2 separate regions of the Mus musculus genome follow, and region 1 is linked to region 2. A link is a contact called in public Hi-C data. All regions are on one chromosome and are shown on one strand. Each heading gives the region's core, a stretch centred on a gene start, on an enhancer-like site or on the middle of the called end of the contact. The rest is flanking DNA. Distances are from core to core; before and after follow the strand shown.

Evidence for each region. A called contact is a pair of places that touch in the nucleus more often than the background predicts.
Region 1: a Hi-C map of bone marrow-derived macrophages shows a contact between it and region 2, with 44 read pairs. The contact joins two enhancer-like sites. A contact is called at or near these places in 2 of 39 promoter capture datasets (both in liver), 1 of 15 datasets of contacts at CTCF or cohesin (large pre-B cells), 12 of 484 Hi-C or Micro-C datasets (the AML12 cell line, B cells, the N1E-115 cell line and 7 more), 5 of 115 datasets of contacts at active chromatin or transcription factors (bone marrow-derived dendritic cells, bone marrow-derived macrophages, embryonic stem cells and 1 more) and 1 of 9 other capture datasets (embryonic stem cells).

Annotation. Positions count from the first base shown.
Region 1 is chr6:72,162,168-72,166,851 of GRCm38.p6, forward strand. Gm38832 (a long non-coding RNA gene) reads left to right here. Exons shown (of 2, transcript XR_869176.3): 1 at 1-726. Among named protein-coding and RNA genes, the nearest start is that of Gm38832, 2.6 kb to the left of the region's middle. Within about 2 kb of position 2,909, at least 42 of the 459 cell types and tissues checked have an H3K27ac peak or open chromatin away from gene starts, as enhancers often do. A contact at or near this core is called in bone marrow-derived macrophages, where this site is marked.
Region 2 is chr6:72,022,788-72,027,185 of GRCm38.p6, forward strand. The region is part of intron 1 of 9130221F21Rik (RIKEN cDNA 9130221F21 gene); the gene reads right to left. Among named protein-coding and RNA genes, the nearest start is that of 9130221F21Rik, 18 kb to the right of the region's middle. Within about 2 kb of position 2,889, at least 6 of the 459 cell types and tissues checked have an H3K27ac peak or open chromatin away from gene starts, as enhancers often do. A contact at or near this core is called in bone marrow-derived macrophages, where this site is marked.

The DNA.
Region 1 (4,684 bases), core at 1,659-4,158, 140 kb after region 2:
CCTACAGGAGTTTGGACTGACACGGAAGATGTTTCATTAGATAGAGTATCTTATCAGTGGCTTTTCCTTCCCCACTTCTGCCCCGGGCCAGCACATGTCACTTGTCCTCCGCTGGAGAACACTGTGTTCTGTGATCTGGGGAGGTCAGAAGGGTCAGAACCTTGGCTCGCCTGCTGAACTCCCTGCTCTGCTGACACGGTGTTATTTATCACAGCGAGGCTGACAAGGATGGCGAAAGCATCTGGCTGACTTCCTGATTCACAGACCAGCATTTCCTCCTGTGCACAGGAGCCTGCTATGTATGGTTTGTCTGGAAGGTACAGGCAGTCTAGCCATTCCTGAGCAGATCGGATGTCCCGGTGTTGTCTTTGGACAATACGACTCATTCATATATCTACTTTGTAGTTTTTAGATTTATCCCAGAGTCACTTTTAGTGGTCTCCTGACCTCATCCATCTCAGGCTGAAGCGACTTCAAACTCGGCAAAGCGTTCCCCACGTTCAGGTCTCCCTACCTCCTCTCGTGCTCCATCCCCATACTGTGCTTTGGCTCAGCTCCCCACAGCCAGGAAGGATCTTCCCTCTTCCGGGAGAGGCACGGCTTGAATGATGGGACGTTGGATGCCCACAGTCTCGTTCCTCTTTGTCAGAGTCCCAGTTTCCTACAGAGACAGAGAGCTGCCCTTTTTGTTGTCCAGTCTTGACTGCTGCTGAAAGGTGACACACTGTAAGTATTCTTTATTTCAATGAGTTAAGGGGGAAACCCACTTATTTGGATTTATTTACTTGTTGTGTCTCTGTGTGAATACAGAAATAGTTAGGTAAATTCCTTAGTGGAAAAATTAACATCCCAGTAGCTTAAAAGCTACTCCACCATGCAGTCAAAACCTTCCACCAGCATGCATTGATGGAAATGATTGTAAGCAAAGAGAGAGAGAGAAAAAATGTTTGTTTTGTTTTGTTTTGTTTTGTTTTGTTTAAATACTAGTCCTAGAAGCCACAATGCAAAGTCAGCATATCTAAGGAATCACCATCCTGCGCCTTGCAGGGCCTTCCATGTAGCATCAGCTGACTCAAGAGTCCATTTTTCCCTACTTGGCTTTGCTCTGACTGAGGTAGAATAAAGGCCCTAGGTGATCCGTCATGGAAAATGCACCCTCAAGTTTTCCAAAACTGGGAACTGAAATTGAACTGATGATGGCTTCATTTTCACACACACACTAAATCCTCCAGGTCTGGGACTGTGGCCCTGACACCGAGTGGAGGCCCCTCCCCAGGGTACCCATCTCTGTGGCTCCGGCTGACTCTCCTGACAGGCCGTTCCACTGCTAATGCCATTTTGTGCAAACAAAACACAGTTCCAGAAGGTACTCATGACTGTATCCTAGTGCCCAGTAGGGCTCTCAAAAATACGGCCCTGCTCCATTAGAATAACCACCATCAGTGCCTGCAGTCCTCTGCCAGCCAAATCCCTAGGCGGCAAAAACACCGGCTCAGACCCTTTGTACCAGAGTTTCCATCTAGAAGGGGGAACGTAATTAAGCAAAGGTAGTGTAATGAGGACGTCGGCATCAGGGTTCCTCTAGGAAAATTCCATGCTGGAGGAAAGATGGGCCACCCACAGGAACTCTGACTTTAGAGGAAAAACTACCTGCCTATGCATTGTATCCTTCCTGCATTGTCCCCCTCTATCTCTGTCTCTGTCTCTTTCTCTCTCCCTCTCCCTCTCCCTCTCTCTCTCTCTCATACACACTCACATGTAAAGCTGCAGTAAGCAGGTTTAAGGTAGATTGGGGTGTGTGTGTGTGTGTGTGTGTGTGTGTGTGTGTATGTGTGTATGTGTGTGTGTACGTGTGTGTGTGCTGGTACATGTGTGCACACTTGTGCACCTGAGATTGACATTAAGTCTCACTTGATCTCCGAGTTAATCACTTAACTCACTGAGTTAGCATCTCCCAGTTGACCCCAGAACTCACCAATACTGGTTAGTCTAGCTTTCAGGCTTGCTCTGGGCACCCCTGTCTGCCTTCCCAACGCTGGGATTGCCCATCTGGCATTTACATGGGTTCTGGGATCTGAACTCCCAGCCTCACACTCAAAGAGCAAGCACACTACCAGTTTTTTTCCCATCCCATTTCTTCTTTTAATAAAAGCTTTTGGACGCAGGGTCAGGCCTTATGGCTGGAAGCCAGCAGTAGCTTCAGACATCAAAGCTATTAACCATGGGACAAAACGCCATTTTCAGCAAGTCTGAGCCCAGGCCAGGGGGTGATCAACAGGAGGCAGGAGGCAAGAGGCTGGAACTCAGTGCAGACAGAGTGAGCTTGCTGAGGGAAGGAAGTGACACACACTGTCAACTCACAACAGGATATACTTTCTCAAAGCACAGCATGGCATGGCTCACTTTATCTTACCAAACCAAACTGACAAATGTAGGCTCAGGCATGACCTCAGCTGAAACTTTGCAGGCCAAACTGAGATCATTGTCAGGGCAAAAGGCAGTTGGACTCCCAGGGGAATACTAGTGGAAGATTCCCTTGACCCATCGTTAAAAACCAACAATGTGACTGCGGATAGAAGAAGCCATGGGGACCTGGGCGTTGAGTGTCCTGGGAAGGGGGATGCAAGAAATCTGACTTCTTGTTGGGCCACACTGAAAACCGATTGGGGCTGGCGGTCTGGGCCTCAGCATCCTTCAGGCTGCCTTCTGACTCAGGATTCTGCTAGCCATTTATCTAGATTCTTTGAAAGCCAAGAACAGGAGTTAGGAGCCTAACTTTGCATCAGCACTGGTGTGCGCGGGAGCCAGTCACAGCCCCTCTGGCAGTTTCTCCACTCAGCAGAGCCTGTTCACTGGGACTTCGCTTTTGAAAAGAAAACCAGTGACTATTACTCATGAGCCGGTACGCAGCGCCACCTAGTGTCGTGAAGCCGTGTGTACTGTTCTTAGTGCCGAGCTTCCAGCCCTGACTGACTGTTGCAGGGTTCCAGCAGCTGGAGCACACACAGAACCTTCCCGCTCCGTCTGCGCATTTCCTATCTGATGTCCTAGCTAGAGGCTCCTCTTCCCCTCTCATGCCTTTGTCCCCGATCTTTGTTTCTCTGTCATCTCTTTCTGGAAGAACATCAATTCCCATGGGTCAAACCACACACTGGGAGGAAAACAAAACAAAAAAGCCCAAACAAACAAACAAACAAAAAGCCCAGCTTCTTCAACAAATGGTACTGGTCAAACTGGCTGTCTGCACGTAGAAGAATCCACATAGATCTATATTTACAACACTGCCCAAACTCCATATGAAGCAAAGACCTCAACATAAAATCAGATACACTGAACCTGATAGAAGAAAAAGTAGAAAATAGTTTTGAACTCATTGACACAGAAGAAGACATTCTGAACTGAACACCATTAGCATAGACACTGAGAACATAATTCACAAATAGAACCTCATGAAAAGCTACTGTGTGGCAGGGGACATCATAACTCAGACAAAGTAATAGACTACAGAATGGGAAAAGATTTTTTTTTTACCAACAATAGAGTGCTAATATCTCTAAAATGTATAAAGAATGAAAAAACTGGACATCAAGAAAACAAGCAACCCAATTAAAAATGGGGTACATATATGAGCAGAAAATTCTCAAAAGAGGAAATACAAATGGCTGAGAAGTACTTTAATGTTCAGTATTGTTAGTCATCAGAGAAATGCAAATCAACTTTGAAATTTCATCTTATACCAGTCACAATGATCAAGTTCAATAAAACAAGTGACAGCAGATGCTGGTGAGGACATGGAGGGAGGGGTCAGTCCTCCACTGCTGGTGGGAGTGCACACTTGCACAGCTACTATGGAAATCAGTGTGGTGACCCTCAGGGAGATGGGGACTGATCTACCTAAGATCCAACTATACCACTCTTGGACATCTACCTAAAGGCTACTTCATGCTACCATACCATACTATTCTATACCATACTATACGGTACTATTCTATATCATACTATACGGTACTATACTATACATTACTTGCTCAACCATGTTCATTGCTGCTCTATTCATAATAACCAGAAATTGGAAACAGCCTGGATGTCCACCAATGGATGAATATATATTTTTAAATGTGATAAGTTTACATAATGGAATGCATTCAGCCATTAGAGAAATAAAGTCATGAAATTAGGAAATAAAAACATCATCCTGAATGAAGTAACCTAGACCTAGAAAGACAACTTTGGCATACGCTTGTTTATTTGTGATGTTAGCTGTTGAGTCTTTAATAAGCAGGCTACCATCCAGATAACCACAGAGGTTTGGCAGAGAGTAAGGGACTAGCAGGGAGGGAGGGAGGGATGTCCCTAGGAAGGAGAAATAAAACAGGTAAGTATAAGTGGACAGGGGAGGCAGGAACAGGAGGATAAAATGGGGACAGGAGGAAAGAAGAAGTAAGGGAAAGAATATGGGAAGAGACTGATAGCACTAAGAGCCATTTGAGGGGTCATGGGGAAACTAACACAATAGAAGTGTCCTAAATCTAAATGAAATGATCAAATAATGGGAGATGGAACCCCAACTGGACATTTCTGGTCACCAAATGAGCTTCTTGTGCTGGTAATGGGTTATATCTAATTGAGTCGTTGGCCAAAGGCATCCCATTGGAACTCCCAACCAACCCAGGCTGTTGCCAAA
Region 2 (4,398 bases), core at 1,639-4,138:
GAAAGAAAAAGAAAAAGAAAAAGAAAAAGAAAAAGAAAAAGAAAAAGAAAAAGAAAAAGAAAAAGAAAAAGAAAAAGAAAGAGAAAGAGAAAGAGAAAGAGAAAGAGAAAGAGAAAGAGAAAGAGAAAAAGAAAAAGAAAAAAAAAGAAAAAGAAAGAGAAAGAGAAAAAGAAAGAGAAAGAGAAAGAGAAAAAGAAAAAGAAAGAGAAAAAGAAAGAGAAAAAGAAAAAGAAAAAGAAAAAAGAAAAAGAAAGAAAAAGAAAAAAAGAAGACCCATATTTTAAGTTCAATCTATGAATAATTAAATAATTTGAAAGATATGTTTGAGGCCACAGGAGAACTGTAAAAACAAGCAAGCAAACAAACAACCTAGGAACCTACAGGAAGGTTGACAATGCTAAGGATGGTGCTGGAAAGATCCCAGACCTTAGACTGACCCAGGCCATGTCTACATGTGTCAGTGTGACATTGTCTAGCACGTTACATACTGGAACCTGGGGCTTTCTGATTAGGCTAGGCCAGCTGTCCAGGGAGCCCTAGGGCTGTTCCTGTCTCTGCCTCCCTGACACTGGAATCACAAGTTTGCTCCACTGTGCCAGGCTTTGTCATGTGAGTTCTGGGGATCAGGCTGAGGTCCTTATACCTATTTACAAACAATTCCTAGGCACTATTCCGTAAGGCTCAGTGTCTTTGTCCCTAAAGCTGAGAAGAGAAATAACACCATGGACCAGCTGTGAGAATGCCACAAGACTGTGGAGTACCGGTCACTGTGCACTGCATCTCAGCCAGGTAAAGGCCAGACAGGGAAAGCCTTCACATTTAAACAGAATAAACTGATTCTGACACCCAGGGGATTGGAAAGCCAGAGCCTTGTTAAAGGGCAAAAGAACCCTAGAATTTAATTTAGGGTGCTAGTGAGAGTTACAATTGCAGTTGAAATTGAAACTATGTTGAAAAGCCAGAATTTCCCTCTCCCACCCCCACCCCCACCCCCCAGACATCAAGTTCTTACCAGTGTGTGAATGAGACAATTGTTTGATTTGGTGATTTCAAGAGCTTAGGAAACACAGAGGAAGAGAGCATCTATACTACTCAGCAAGGCCAGGACATCAGCCACCGCCAACCCCCTGTTCCAGTTTGCATTATGCCAAGACACCACAGGCCTCAGGCCTCATCAGCATCCTTCCTTAGGACTGAGGAGGTCAGCATGGGTAGTGGTGGCCTCTGATTTCCTAACCTTAAGTCAAGCCCAGTAAAAACTGTACAAATGTGGTGGTGGTATCTGAGCGCAATGCTGTCCAAGAGAGAGATGGGAGCTGTTGAGAAGGCTTTGGTGCCAAGAGAGAACATTGTGGTTCTCTCTCACGACTCTCACACAGTCATTTATGAGAAAAAAGCATTGAACCAGAAGCACAAAGCCACCTCTGACTGTGCTATAGGGAAAGCTTCAGGACTCTTCCAGCAACTTCTTCATCCTTAGAATCTGCCAATGCTGCTTTCTAAGGATAGCCAACAGGCTCTAATGAGAGCCTTGGGGACAGCCTTGCTCCGACAGGTCTGTGTCCTTATAACCCATCTACCTGTGGGAGAGGGGGAGGCTCACATGGTCTGTGCCCCTGATAGGAAGTGTATGGTCCACTTGGCTTAGAGTACCAAGCGCAATGAGAGAAAGAAGCCCAAAGTTTCTGTTCTAGTAATGGCTGAAAGTTCCAGGTCTTAGGCCTGCCCACCCAGGAGTCCAAAGTACTTACAAGGAAAGATAAACTCACAGTCATCCACAAAGCAACAGACTGGAGTAAAAATGTTGGCGTTCAAAACCTGAGAAGATCTTGAGTGTAGCAAGATGAAACCATCCATCCACTAAGGTAGAATGTTTGACAAATGAGCATGTGGCAGGAACAATGGCTTGTCTAAAGGAGTGAGTGATATAGTCAAAGGCTAAACTTGGCTTAGGTGATGATATCTTTCAGTACTCACTGCAAATGAAAGACTTTTCCATATATATGTTTATTTCCTGTTGCTAAAAACCAGTGGCCATATATTAGGTAAATTATAAAGAAGGTGGTAGCATTGCATTTAATGATTCTGGTACAAGTTTGAGGGGTGCTCTTAGAATGAGATTCATACTGGCAGAGTCCTGAGACAGCACAAGGCATCACAGGATGATACACTAGGAGTAAGTATGTGTCCATGCCTTATATTCCTCTCTCTGTGTTTTCATGCAGCAATATGGGGGGGGGTGTCTCCATATTGATAACATTTTCTAATCCTAATCACAACCCAAGGGCCCCACTTCTAAGTAACATATTTAGACCAGGGTTTTATTTTAGATAATCACAGGGACATTATATTCTTATTAGAGTTTCACAGTGCACAAGCTAAATGCAAACTATAGCACCATATAAGCAGGAAAAAAAAACCAAAGGTATGTGCTTCTATTAGCCTGATCCTATAATAATGGTTAAAAGAAGGGATCACAAAAGGTAATTCATATCCATAGAATAAAACAAAAATGTCTGAAAAAAAAGAGTGCCAAGCACAGAAAAAGAAAGAAAAGAAAAAAAGGAAAGGAAGAAAGGAAGAAAGAGAGGAAGGAAGGAAGGAAGGAAGGAAGGAAGGAAGGAAGGAAGGAAGGAAGGAAGGGAGGGAGGGACGGACGGACGGAAGAAAGAAGAGGCAAAGACCTCTGGCTACTTTGTAGATCCTTAGATTGGGATTTGCTTTTGGGAATCCATAATGAGGCTACCACAGACACCTGAAGTTCCTTGTCTGAAGCAGAGGAAGAAGTGATGTGTTAGGCAGGAAATTCCAGAGCAGTGCATGGACCAGGAATGAGATAACCAGAAGTGAGGGTCATGGGATAGGGAAGGAATAGAGGAAGTGAGAAAGCAAGTAGGAGACACCCATCTTCCCCTTATTAGCTACTCCTCCTGTTCAGGGACTCAACCAGATCTGCCCTCAGAGCTGACCAAATGGCTACACTCTACCTCTTGACCCCTGAACCCTAGCTGTAGGCTCCTCCTAATGTGAGGCAAGGACTCTGGAGAAAACACTAGCTAGTATCCTGATCCAAAATGCTAGTCAAATGTGGTATTGTATACCTTAGTCTCAGCACTTAGCCGCAAAGGCTGATGTACCTCTTATGAGTTCAGGGTCAGCCTGCTCTATGTAGTAAGCTCCAGGCTAGCAAGAGCTACATAGTGATATCCTATCTCAAAGAACAAGCTGAAATATTTTGGACTTGAGAATACTTGTATACGTATAGTGAGATATCTTGTTTAACAGGGCCTAATTTAAAACACAAACTAAATCAAAATATGAAATTCGTTTATGTTTTTTACACATTTGTATACAGTTTAGCCTATAAATAATTTAATAGAATATTTTAAAGAATTATATCAATTAATTTATTTTATATACGTTTAAGTGTGTGGGCATCCATGGGTGGGGGTCAGAGGTCAGCTCTCAGGAGTAGGTTCTCTTCTCTCACCATATGCTTCCCAGGGGTCAAACTCAGCTCATCAGACTTGGCAGAAGCACCTTTACCCACCGAGCATCATGCCAGCCCTTGTAAAATGGTTTAAATGGGCCCACATTTGACTGTGACTTCCAGAGGTGAACACGAGGTCAATGGTAGAACTTCCTACTTATAGCATCATGCCCGCACTCAAAGGCTTTCTGATTCGGGAGCATTAGGGGTTAGAGCATCAACTTGCAGTTCTCCAAGGCCATCATAGCCACTCAGAATACGCTGAGGAGAGAATACTCCAGAGCAAGGCAGGTCCTATCTGCCTGACTGTCCTTTGTGCATGGGAACAAAACAAATCAAAGACACCGGAGATAGGACACACAGCCACAGGCTTAGACTAACAGCCACACTTGAACAGCTGTCCGATCAGATACTGTAGTGCTGCTCTGGGTCACCAGCAGGGACTGGTTGTTACACAGTCCCCAGAGGTGACCTGAGTGACGGGAAGGGGAGATTGACTGTGGTGTGGCATGGGCTCCACACTGTGGAGAGGGCCTCCAGGAGGGAAGAAACATCAGATCAGGGTTGAAAAGCCACAAAAAGGCAAAATGCTCCAGGCTCATTCGCCAGGAGCTTTTTAGGTCAGGACAGGTGAGTTTGAGACTCCTGGGGGCAAGGTTAAGGGGACATTGTGATTAGGATGACAATGGAGGATGGTTCTTGAAGAATGGAACACTCTTCCTTCCTCTTCCTCTTTCCTTCCTCTGACTTAGCAACATTTTCTTGGACTTTTTGCAACCAGCACAATTTCTTGGGACCTTGAAGAAGCTATCATGCATTGGGAGTCTAAAACAAAGCAAAAAAATCCCATTCACCGTTCTCCCCTTCAACGTCCTGTGGTTGTCACTTGTGGCTTTCTCCTGATGGGG